2 separate regions of the Siniperca chuatsi genome follow, and region 2 is linked to region 1. A link is a contact called in public Hi-C data. All regions are on one chromosome and are shown on one strand. Each heading gives the region's core, a stretch centred on a gene start, on an enhancer-like site or on the middle of the called end of the contact. The rest is flanking DNA. Distances are from core to core; before and after follow the strand shown. Region 1 holds the start of zgc:113054. Region 2 holds the start of foxp1b (forkhead box protein P1-B).

The links. Hi-C and Micro-C count contacts between places; a contact is called where the count stands out from the background.
Region 2: a Hi-C map of an unstated tissue shows a contact between it and region 1, with 7 times the contacts expected there. The contact joins the promoter of foxp1b here to the promoter of zgc:113054 in region 1. A contact is called at or near these places in 2 of 3 Hi-C or Micro-C datasets (skeletal muscle and an unstated tissue).

Annotation. Positions count from the first base shown.
Region 1 is chrLG2:27,554,859-27,558,324 of ASM2008510v1, reverse strand. It overlaps zgc:113054, which reads right to left and starts at 1,513. Exons shown (of 11, transcript XM_044174148.1): 1 at 1,235-1,513; 2 at 386-575; 3 at 197-288; 4 at 1-114. The coding sequence starts at 1,250.
Region 2 is chrLG2:27,797,545-27,801,212 of ASM2008510v1, reverse strand. foxp1b (forkhead box protein P1-B) reads left to right here and starts at 1,551. Exons shown (of 19, transcript XM_044181774.1): 1 at 1,551-1,907.

The sequences.
Region 1 (3,466 bases), core at 264-2,763:
AGCCATCCTCAGGAAGCCCTTCAGCCATGGACAGTGCACCGTAGCCAGTGAACATCCCAATCTCTAGGACCCTCTTAGCTTGACTCATGTGGATCAGCATCTTCAGGGCCTGGCCTGCCAGACATACACCAGTTATCACATTATGGTAAACCAGTGAATATAATGGCAAAGAGCAGTACACATGTAAATGTCCAACCTTCAACATGTCCAGTGATGCACTCCTTAGGAAGCCGGAACATGGTTTTGCCCTCCTTGTGTACTTGATCCCAGTCATGGGAAATCGTTTTTCTACAATTAAAGTATGAATGAAACTATTAATAAATTCACCTCACACAGTAAGTATTTTTGGGCTATAGCTGATCATGTGTAGGAAGTCAAGGCATACTTATAAAGCTCTGCCAGAGGTTCACTTTCCTGTGTGGTCATTTTCTCCAGGTAGTCATCCAGGCCGCTGGCTATGGCCAGAGCCTTCTGCAAGTGACTTGTCAAGTCTTCTGGCACATTACCACTTGCTGCAGCTATCTCCTTGGCTTTTGTTAGGAGATCCACAAGGACTTCCACTGGGGTGTCAGGAACTGGGGGGGAATAACAACATGCAATGATACTTTAGTAACCAACTATTCCAGGCAATATGATGTAGGGCTGCAACTCTACATTATGTTCATTATCCAGTGATCTGATTTTCTTAATTATTCGATGAATTGTTTGGTCTATAAAAAAAAAAGAAAGTCAGAAAATTGTGAAAAATGCAGTTTCCTAAAGACCAAACGTGACGGCTTCAAATTGCTTGCTTTATCCGACAAAACTGTCCATTTATACCACCAGGCAAAGAAAAGAAGCAGAACCATACAGTTGATAAGCTACAACGAAGTAACTTTTGACATAAAATATTAATCGATTGTTGTTGAATGTTACCTCTAAATTACCTCTAAATTATTCCAAAAGCGACTAAAAAGGGTACGTTTCTTAACAGCGTGCTCATATGAACGCCACTCGACTTCAGACCGATAGATATGTACTTCTTACATTAGTGTATTTTCAGCGTAAAAACGTCTGCTTAAGACCGCGACATCCACAACTTTGATCTGATAAACGAGGTGCAGATATGCACGGGACTCCAGTGGAGTTTGGTCCCTAAAAGTTTTGATACGTGTTTAGCCCTTACGATATGTACTTAGACCCCCGCCACAACGTTTAAAAAAAAAAAAAAAAATTAAGCAACGATCTGTCTTACCTTTTTCGGCTGGCATGGCGAACGTTTATGGGCGTGACGACGTCGGTAGCTGTTAGCCACAGTGGGGCTACCTGCCGCTGTGGTGGTACAGTTTATGTTATATCACTGCAGCTATGCAAGTTGTTGAGCAAGGGGAGTTGCCGATAGCTTGCACAACGTTCATTATCCAACACGTGACACGTGCTCACCTTTTGGAGAGCGTCAGAACATAAGGGTTAACCCGCAGGGGGGGAAAGTGCTCACGTGGACCACAGGCGTATTATCAAACAGGGTCTCCGGGTTCAACCACAGCCTGAAGCTGTTCAGGGAGCATCAAAAAACATTTTTTTTTTTTGGGGGGGGGTTGATTTTATTAGAGCCACGTGACTGACCAGTTGGTTTGTGCCTGAAATGAGTGGTTAGATTAGACTGGTCCCAAAATAAGCAACCATTTAAAAAAAGAGAGAAAATATCACAGGCTACATAGCTGTGTTTAAAACTAAGACATTTAACATTTAAGCAAACACTTACTCTTTTATTGTTAGTATAAAAAAAGTGCATATGTCTGTCTTTTCATAATATCACCATAAAAATGAATTGTAAAAGCACCAAAACTCACATATCACCCTCTACTTATTACTTATTTTGTTACATTGTATTATTATACTGTACTATCATCATCAACCGGTAAACCCACTTGGTACTTGACACTTAGTTTATCTTATACTTATACCGACCTGATACTTAATTTATTTTCTGACCTGTTTTTATAGTGTTTTATAGTGTATCATATTGTTTGCTAGTACTTTCTCCTGTGTGCACTGACGTAAAGGCGAGCTACTGTAACAAAGAGTTTCCCTACAGGGATCAATAAAGTATTTCTGATTCTGATTCTGATTCTGATTTATGAATGGCTGCTTTCCGTTCAAGGTGGGCCAGTTTCAGGGCACTGCATTGTGCATGCTCGCTCACTGGCATGGTTTACTGGGACATCTAATGGAACGGAGCCATCATTCATTTAATTAACCACACCTGTGATTTCCTGCTAATGTCTGCTAAATGCGAGGAAAATCTTTGACTTACTTAATATTATGTGGAAAAACACTTAGGCTTAATTGCTAAATATTGGCCTCATACAGTTTTGTCTCTCAAGAGCAGCTAACTGTTCAATTTGTAGCATGTAGCCTAAAGCCGAATTATTTATTTATTAATTGGCCAATTGGAGGCTGCGGAACAAGCTGTAAACACTACATTGACATTTTGTCACCATAAAAAGTTATGGCACGCATGTTAGCAAACACTTGCTTATTTGCACATCCAGTATACATGAGCAACATTAGCTTTCATGTGGAGTTGTGTTTCTGTATGACAAATGAAAGTTCAGTGTTCTCTCTGCTTTTGTCTTCTGTTTTGGCTTAAGTTGCTAAATGTTCACCAGCTGCCAACTTTGCCTTTCTGCTGTTTGGTGCAGGGCATGTAGCTTACAGTCAGCTTTTTCGTTTAAAACAGTGGGACAAAAAAACCAAAACAATGATCCAAAATGGACTAAAATGCTCCGCAGAGCTGATCGGGACAGCAGTCGGGTGATCAACCTCTGTGGGTTTGTCGCTATGAGCGACACCTTTGACATTACACACATTTTATCTATTAATAAATATTGATTAGTGCAGCTTTAGCCAGGAGAAATAGGATATTCGAGAACATTTCTGAGAGGGGAGGTGGGGAGAGACACTGGCATTATATGGTGGCCTTGTTCTCCTTACCAATCTCATCATACCAGGTCAAAGAGAGCTGTTTTTATGTCTGGGTTCTCTTTTTATCTGTATTTTTATGCAACATTCGATTGAAGGCCACGCTGTATGCTGGCACCAAGCACTAGTGCACCAGCTGTGTCCAGCTAAAACGGTTTGATTTAAAGTGATTTCTAGCCCCCCCAAGGTTATAACAGTTGTATTATACCTTCTTTACGCTCACCATACCTTGATATCTAAGAGGTTATATTCATGTTAAATTTAGTATTATATATATAATATTCAAGGATTACAAAGAGACATATGGAATCAGATTGAGTTTACACCTTTGTACTATGATTCTGAAAACTGATTCATGCATGTCTGAATATTATTGAGTAGTCAATCTAATAGTTGAACAATTCTTTTTCCCAAAAGATAAGAAATGCACATGGTAAACACAGTTGTGTTTAGCAGGACGATTAGGGACAGCAACAGCAGCTGTCTTAGCACTAGAGTGGAA
Region 2 (3,668 bases), core at 302-2,801, 240 kb before region 1:
TATGCATTCAGAAAAAGGAAAAATAAAACTACAGAAATACATTTTAAATGGCTTTGATACAACTCTTACTGTATGATTAATGTCTGTACATGATGAAACTACTTGTTACATAATTGGTGTAAATTGTTGTCTTTCCAAATGTCTTTCTCCCCAAATATTATACACTCTTTAGAGACCCCAGGTATGTGAGTGGGGTTTTTTTTTTTCATGGTATGCAGGTAACAGGAAATAGTGTTGTTGTAATGTCGTGTTTTCCTATTTGGCCTCATTTTGTGTCACTGTTACTATGAATTAACGCAGACAAAAACATGAAGACGTTTGTTTATCTTAGTTTACAGTCACAGTCGGTACAGTTGTTGCTGGTGTGTCCAGTTCACGGCAGAGCAGAACTTTGTTTAATATTGAAAATGAAGACGTGGCCTGATGAAGATTATATTTCTGTGCCCAGTGATCAATCACCAGTAGAAGCAGAACAGGAGCGTGAGTATGACAGTGCTAGCTCAGAGGACATGAGCTTGACAGCAAAACAGTGCGCTGCTGCATGCAGAGCAAACATGTTGTAATAGACCACAACACAGTGACTTGTGATTTGTGATTACCATAATTATTTGTGTTTGCCGCCAGTAACTGTAGCAGTTACAGTAGCTGCAACACAGTACAATGTGTAGAAAACATAGCGTATAATAGGCGTACGTTGAAAGATTAAGTAAAATCCTCATAAACTCACATACCACAGATTAAGTGGTTTTTCTGTGAAAATATTAGAGTAGTTTTTCCTGTGACGGGGCATGGTCAGAGGGTGGCGCTCTCTACTAAGAAACAGACTTTCTGAAGAGGGTTCATCAGCAGCATTCCTGCCAGATGCAGCCATGATAAATGTAATGTTGTCCACAGCGAAATGAGCTGTGCTTCTCAGACCTTGATCAAGGACAAAAAAATGACTTATAATATTTTCTCTTGAGGTTAAATTAATGTTGCTTTACAATGAGTGTTAACTGGACTGTTGAACTGGCCCATGATAATTCTCGTCTTCAGGGGGCAAGTGACAGATTTTAATTACTGCCATAATGTTTTTGCACTTCTTGTGACAGTCATGTTAAGGGAAAACTGTTTAGCGGGTGAGCAAAACCTTTTCAACCACAAAAAAAAATATGCCAAGCAGAGATTCTTAATAACTTTGTTGAAATTTCGATGCAGTCATGTCCCCTTCAAAATATTATGAAGAATTGGCCCACAGCAAATATAACCACAGCAAACTGCACGAACCTGCACTCTGGTTATCTAGCCTACACTGTCACTTTCAAAACCATAACACCACCCCCCTTCAATAGTTAAAACTCCTCACAGTTGAAATTAAAACATCGTTGATGATTATGTCAAAGCATTTCTTTTTTCTTTTTTTTGCAGTGAAGCTTTGGAACAATTATGATGAACCACTGATCAAAAAAAAAAAAAAAAAAAGACAGGAGAATTTTCTGAAATAATAGAAGTTCATTCTGCCTCAGTTGTAATTAGTCAGCTTAGACATTTTAGCTTTTCTGACAGCCCCCTCTCTCCTGTCACACTTTCAGCTAAAACTAATGCATATCATTACATTTCCCCATAGAAAGGACCTACTAAGTGCTACTAAGTGCTACTGAATTGTACTTGTGACTATGATGTTTCTATGAAGGATCTGCGAAGCAATGAACGTTATTTACCCCAGCAGGTGGATATGACGTCACGGACTTGGAACATCAAAACAACAACATCCAAATCCGCGATTCTTCCTTTTTTTCTCCTTCTTTTCTCGGCGTGTTAAAATCTAATAACAACATTAAGAAAGGAGCTCGTGCCTTTCCCTACGAGGCGGACTGGAAGGGAGCGAGTGTGAAACTCCACATTTCGCTTTTTTTTCGACGCCCTCGGTAAGATTGTGTCTTTCTCCTTGTAGTTAAGTTAGTTAGTTAGTCCCCCCACCTCCACCACCACCTCGCCACCAACACCAAGGCGGGCGGAGTAATATTGTTGGTGTTTACAGTGTGATTTGTTGTCGCACGCGTTCTCAGTACACAAGCTCGCGTGCACTGACTGGTTCGTTATCTCATAGCCTACTAGCAAATCGGTACCCTCCGCGTGCGCCTGTTAGCTGCTGTAAAGCGTTTCCATTCTGGTAAGTTTCACTATTATCATAATGTTAACATTAGCCTTGTTGTAGCCTATCGTATCTACATACCTGCTGCTGTTGCTGCTGCACTCAACACACACGGAGTTTGTCTTCGTTTTATTTTCCTGCTGTTTCCTAGAATTGTTACAATTAGTGAAATAAACAAGTAAACAAACACCTGTATTATTTTCACGTAGGCTGATTGGTAGCGCTGTTTAATGTCTATGTAACGAGCAGCTGTTATAAGAGTGCTTTTTGTAACTACGAGTGTTGTATCCTCTACTTTTTTTTTTTTTTTGGAAAGTTGGGTTTCTAACTTAGTTGAGGCTACTCATGAGACCCCGGCATCTTTATAACCTTAGTTTGGCATAAAGTGCTGGTAAGCGATAGCCGTTAACAGTCCGTAATTATAACGCTACCTGTTAAGGATAGAGCCGTAAAAGTTTTTATCTTCACACGGTGAAAGGGAAGTTAAAGAGTGCCGTGATTTCTTTGGAGTAAGACCAGGGAAGGAGCTTTTCCCCACGTGCTAGCTGTGCTCCAAACTCCGAAAAACCGGAGGAAGACATTACAACTGCCCTAAACTAACGTATAGTTATTATAATTGGAACAGCCTACAGCTTTAGCTAATAAGCAGGCCGACTTTTATTTGGCATCACCGACGTTATTGAAGGCTGTTGTTTTGGTGTGGCTTGTCTGCCCAGCGATGAGGCTGTACACAATATATCTAAAGCGGATATTCACCTCATAGTTAACTTCTTATTAACACAAAGGATTTAGTGAATTCGTTTTTAATTATTGCGGTGACAACTTACAGTCACACCTCAACATCAAACGTTTTTGACGTTATGCCTTATTTAACTGTATTGCTCAAAGTTTGAACTAAGTGGTTTTATTGAGTCATATATGCTGTGGGTTACAGTTAGCCGTTTTCTTAACTGCAAATAGGCTGAAGTTTCAGAGCACTTAATTATGGCATGTGAGAAAAAAAAGAGTTCCCATTTTTGTTAAATTAACAATCAACAATTACCTGTTGTTGCTATAGTGTGTAAGTGCAGTGAATAGTTTCTGGATCAACGTTATGTTATCCTAATGCACTGTCCAAAGGAATGTATTTGAGAAAGAAATGTTTTGCCATGTAGAAATACCTTCAAAACAAAGCAATCAAGTAAACATATTCAACATATTTTAGATCTATTTTCTGTTTTGATTAACATTTTATAACAGTTGTATTACAGACAAATGGACACCAGTAACCAATATGATAATGAATTTTACTGTGCAGCTTATAAATGTATATATACATAGTATAAACAAATGTCTCCTGTACTTAATCCATGTTGATTTATTAGTTATTTGTATAAGTCAGACAGAATTAGTATTTTCACCAAAAAACATAATTTAATTAAAAAAAAGCTACAGATTATGTACATCAATTGAAAGTGAACTGCATACATATAAGAATGGAATATTACCCTAATATTTTATACAGTAAATCTGCTGCTGGCAACAGCAGGACTAA